2 separate regions of the Drosophila melanogaster genome follow, and region 2 is linked to region 1. Evidence: chromatin contacts called from public Hi-C data. All regions are on one chromosome and are shown on one strand. The core of a region is the stretch at or near the end of the contact, and the rest is flanking DNA. Distances in the headings are between cores, read along the strand shown.

The links. Hi-C and Micro-C count contacts between places; a contact is called where the count stands out from the background.
Region 2: a Hi-C map of the Kc167 cell line shows a contact between it and region 1, with 5 times the contacts expected there. A contact is called at or near these places in 19 of 107 Hi-C or Micro-C datasets (the Clone 8 cell line, the Kc167 cell line, the S2 cell line and 8 more) and 3 of 7 datasets of targeted methods (the Kc167 cell line and the S2 cell line).

Annotation. Positions count from the first base shown.
Region 1 is chr3L:8,776,226-8,779,017 of dm6, forward strand. The region is part of intron 4 of Fhos (Formin homology 2 domain containing); the gene reads left to right. Among named protein-coding and RNA genes, the nearest start is that of Acbp5, 11 kb to the right of the region's middle.
Region 2 is chr3L:8,826,090-8,828,931 of dm6, forward strand. dally (division abnormally delayed) reads left to right here and starts at 1,416. Exons shown (of 9, transcript NM_001259756.2): 1 at 1,416-2,414. The coding sequence starts at 2,144.

The sequences.
Region 1 (2,792 bases), core at 71-2,570:
CATTAGAGTCACGTTATGAGCACTTATGCGAGGGGGGAGAACTACTGACTTTGGCTACCGACCGACACTCAAGAACCTCGTTAACAAACCCTCCTCGGCCATAAACACAGACCACAAAGAAAAAAAAAAAAACGCCACTCTGCAACTCCGACTCTCCTGCATATTTGCATAAACGTCTGACATTTAGCGGTACCTCGGGGAAATAGACATAGCGGGCCAAAATGAAGTCGCCTTCTTGATATTTCAGGCCTGATTTGATTTCGATTTGAGGTAGTGCGCCCTGCATGCTGATGATTTTGGGCGTCGTTTTCTTACCTTACTGAACTGACATTGAATTGAAAGTTACACAACAGTTAAGGTAACCAGCCATCATCATCATCATCATCATGACGTTATGAGCCAAGGCTTGTTTTCTGTCGTCCGACCAGAAATCCAAAGACAAATATTTACACAAATGAAGAGAAAAGCGAGCGATCCGGTTCGGCATAGCAATTATGCTATATCTCGCTATAAGCTATCGCCATGGAAATGGGCAAGAGGAAGGAGGGTCGGAGTGGGCGTGGCGTGCCAACAATTTGCAATATTTAGCATAAAATTGCGCAACATGCGTGTGTACAATTATGCAACAATTTTTATTATTTTCGATTCGCCTGCGCTAGCGCAATGTGGGGCTTGGCATTTGGTTGGTCCAAAGAGCCATCAAAATCGAAATTAAGGCAAATTGCAAGCGGTCTTAAAGCAAACAAATCTCATGGCAAAAATCCATTTCAGTGTTCGTTCAAGTGTTCGAGTGAAAATGTAAATAAATCATAGAGCGAGTGAGAGAGAGAAAATCGCGAAAAGTAAATAGACCTCGAATTAAGTAAGACAAATGTGCAAAAGTGATTGAAAGCCGCGTCGAAAATGATTGTGAAAATGGAGCCGGACGAACTGATCACATTCCGTGTCCAGTATCTGGTGGACAGCGATCCGCTCTCGGCGTGCACCGCCTTCCCGATCCCGGTGCGGGCGCCCACCTACGCCTTCGCCACCACCATGCCGCTGGCCAATCAGCTGGGCACAATCCTGCGGCTGCTGAATGCACCACAAAGCGTAAGATATTCCGTTTTTACACTGACAGAAATTGTCTATAAGTCATTAAATATCGTGCCTCTTTATTCGACCAAGAGCAAAGTTTGGCTTACTTAGTATGTTTTATTATAAAGCTTATTCTTTTTAAACACCAATGATTACATTTAAAACTTGCTATTTAGTATTTTATTATAATATTCAAAGTCATCATGTGTCATCAAAAGATTCCCTATAAACAATATATTTTTTTTCACTCCGTTTCTACTTAGTCTGTTCAGAACAGAAAACAATTGTATTTTCCCTCTTTCTTTTTCGGTCTTAACTGGCTTGGCTTATCTCTTGCCAGCTTATCACTGGCTAAATCTTTCAACCGAAAAAAAAATCTTTTGTTGCGCAAAATTAGCCAAGCAACACGCATACAAATATGAAAAGGCATTAACTCTTTTACTGCGCATTTACGAGATACATTTATATACATTATACATAAATAGGTGGATCGCATTATCGCGATCAAGATTCGCAATTAAGTATTCTTCTTATTCATTATAGTTTTTGAAGGTTTTGCTATATTAAAATGTATTTTTGTGCCATGACGACAAGTTTTTTGCCAATCGCCAAACTAGTGATACAACTGCTGATTAGTTAAACAGTTAGCCAGAAAAGTATATACTACTACGCATTCGATTAAAATGCTCAATATAATCATATGGTTTTTAGATGTGAATTTTGCGAAAATAATTCAACACTCCAAATCGACTGTGAATTTAATTTTAATATGAAAAAAAATGACGAAATTTTTAGTTGATGATAAAATTTGCTCTAAGCGTTTATTTATAATATCTATTTTATTCTGGCAAGCCAAATGAAGGCAAAAAGTTAAATTTTAATTTCGCATATTTTCGGGCGGTTTTTGCGGCTAAACTTAAATATTTGCATAGCGTGTTTAGACGCATTTATCGTTCTACATCGCTTCCACATTTTCTATAAAATGAACGAATGAAAGAATCATAACTCGTTCAACACGGACCAGAATGAGCCATTATTGCCCTGGAGCTGAAAACACAGAAAAAGTAAACAGAATCCACAATTGATTTATTTGAGAAAATTTCGCATGAAAGCTAAAAGATTAAACTTTGGCCACAATCCCACAAAAAACTGAACATTGGTCGAATGGGTTTGGTGAAGGGAAGGAAATAAGTCAATTGAAACGGAATAAGTTTTATTTGCGGCCAGCTGAGTGAGCGTTGAATTGGAAAAGCCACAACTAAAACATATAGACGTAAAGTTTTTTTGAGAATCTGCAAAAGTGGTAATTGGTCAATAATGAAGGGAAAAGTTTCCAGGAAACTACAAGCAAAGGGTTTAGCATTTTCTTTTCCATGGCACCATTTGCAATATTTTATTGTGTGGCAAGCGATTTGAACAAATGATGCATTGCATGGCAATGAACCCGTTTCTCCAGGAGATTCCATCCAAAAGACAATGGCAGATGCACCTCGCAACCGGAGGCTCTGGATTTCGACGAGGGCTTGGCTTGGCTCGGCTTGGTTTGGTTTGGTTTGGTTTGGATGTGGCTCCACACGATCCACTGGGGGAAGAGGAGTTGCCTCAAGGCTGGGCTAACTTATTGCTATCGCACAATCTGTGGCAACTAATAGGAAGTCGGAGCGAAGAACTGCATTGTGAAAGCCGGGCTAGTCAGCTAGCTAGCCAGCAATTAT
Region 2 (2,842 bases), core at 166-2,665, 50 kb after region 1:
ATAGGATTCCATTTCGTGATGAACATATCACCGGGAACGGAAAACATCCATGGGGGGTGGGAGGGCGTTTGCGCCCAGCTGGACGCCCGCAACTGACCACCATGAAGTTCCCGCTGCCCTGGCTATATAGTATCTTGTTAATGAAGAAATAGATACACAGACGCCCCGAGACGCCTAGGTATTTAAGATCGAGGTCGGTGCCCGCGGGGTGACGAGTGAAAGTCCGGGGAGAAGAGGCTGGTGTGTTCGGGTCGTGCATTGTCTGCCACACCGCTGCAGCCTCAAGACAATCGCTTCGTTTTCGCAAATTGCAAAGGGAAAAAATTAACAAAAGAAAAGAAATGAAGAAAAAAAAACAAACGATACCACCACACGTGCTGTGCGAGGTCATGACACGGCTATCAATTTGAACAGAAACATTTAGCCCTAGGGAAATAGCTGCCAAGCATCTGAGACTCTTCAAAGGCGTGAAATCTGAGCCTGCTCCACGGGTTCATCAAGCCGATCGTAAAACATAGCCTATGAAATAAAATTAGAACTCATTCAGACATCAATTAGAACCGAGCATGCAAATTTCAACCAGCGGCATCGATAAAAGCCCGGATTAAAAGCCACCGGAGCACCCGAGAAGACCACTGTGAGATGGATTGATTTACGTTGAATATGCAAATTGCAGCGAGCCAACGTTGAAAGCTTTTAGAAGAGCATTTCGAGAATTTGAATAAATATTTAGGCCCATCGGACACAGAGAAAAATAATCAGAATCAAGCCAGCTCCTGTGGCAGATGACACGGCCAGGGAAAACTCGAAGTTGGTCCTGAAGAATGCCGGAACCCATAAATAAATGCGAATCACTATTGAAATATATAAAACGAAAACAGGATATGTGTCATATCAAATTTTATGGAACTACGTAGATTCATTGGCTGTCGAAATCGTTTGGCAATCATCGAAGAGAATAGATATCTTACGAAAGCTAAGCTTGCGTTACTAACTTTAATTTCCCCTTTTACTCATACTACATGCTGTTAATAAATACAACATCTTATAAATTGTGGTTGGGCATTCCTTAATTAAAATACTTTATAATATCTAATAAGCATTACAAAGTTTGTGGTTTAGTTCGAAGCTCGTTTTCCAAAACTCTAAAGACTCAAATTAATTAATTCATTTCAGATTGCGCCCTTGTATTACTCATGTATTCTCGGCGTTAACCTGTGAATTAAATTGAGTTCGCATAAACACCTCTATTCATTGCACCACTGTGCCAACATCTGTGCTCGCCGTTCTCTTTTGTTCGAAAGAGAGCGTTCGGATGGTTCTCTTAGCGCCGATTGTCGAGTGCCGAGTGTGGTTCGTGTTCGCATCGTTAAAGTTGTAGCACTCAGGGCGGATGTTTGATTTCGATGGCAAAGTCAATCTGTTCGGGTTTCTCGTCGTGGAAGGTTCGTTGCGCGCGCGGAAAAACTGAAAATATCGGTGCGAAATTCGAGCGGAAAAACGCTAGAAAAGAAGGCGAGTGCATTTCCTCGACCTGAGAACGCCGGTGGCCAAGGAGCTTTGCAATTAAATCTATTTTCGCCGACCTAAGTACACAAAACGTAGGAGAAAATTAAAAAGAAGAAAAAAAAAACAAATCTAATCGCTGGCAAATCAATTGCTAAGGAATTGAGTACTATTCGTTGTTATGTCATGGAAAGTCTCTGAATAAGTTAAGAAAATACTTGTGAGAAATTTAGCGACCTTTCAAAACTAGAAAGTAGAAAAGCAAAAAGTGCTAGACACGCGCTCTCTCTTCGACCACCACCCACCACCACCCACTATCGCCATCCCACGTTTACTACCACGTTTATTGCTCACGCGTGTTTTTGGGGCCTTTTGTTTTGTGCGCTCGTGTTTGTGGCCGTGTGTGCCAGTGTGTGTGTGTGCGTGTTAGCCGGCAAGTGCATTTGTGTGAGTGTGTGTGTTTGTTGCCGCGAACAGCTGTTCACCCAGACAGCATGCAGAAGTAAATACGAAGAAGTGCTGCAAAATAGAGTAAATAAAATAACCGGCTAAAATAAAAATAAGAGAAGCATTCAAAGGCAAATCAAATTTAGCCCCATCATCCACTGTGTCTGCACACAGAAATCACCCATCAAAAATGGCGGCCAGGAGCGTGCGGCTAGCGCAGCTTTTGCTATTTACCCTGCTCTGCGGCTTCGTCGGCCTGTCAGCCGCCAAGCACCTGGACCTGGATGGTATCCACCACCACCAGCACCACCTGCACAGCGCCACCACGCACCACAGACGTCGCCTACAGCGGGACTCGCGGGCGAAGGACGCCGTTGGGGGATCGACCCACCAGTGTGATGCCGTCAAGAGCTACTTCGAATCGATCGACATCAAGTCGAGTGGGACTTACAGCGAAAAAGGTAAAGTTCACGCCATCCATCCGTAGAGTTATAATATCGAGTATGCACTTGGACATGCGGGCTGGGGAAGAAGCGGGGAACGATGGAGGAAGTTAAAGCTACCAATATGGTTAAGGCCCCTTAGGAGCAAACGTACTAACTTTAAACTATGCAGAGGAAAACGTATGTTATTTCCCCAGGTCACTAGAGTGGTTCGAATACTTAAAGTCTAAGTTATCTACTCCATTAAATAAGAAAGAGGTACATAAATTGGGATTATTGATAATGGTTTTTCAATTTAATTACTTTTGCATCCTCTCCGTTTAAAAACATTTCTTTTGCGGGAAATTCATTGCCTTGATTTCAGAGTTTGTCTTAACCCTCGCCTCGCCATCAGTCTTCCATACTTCAACCAAGTAAATCGCGCGTCAGCCAAAGTTTTTGCCATC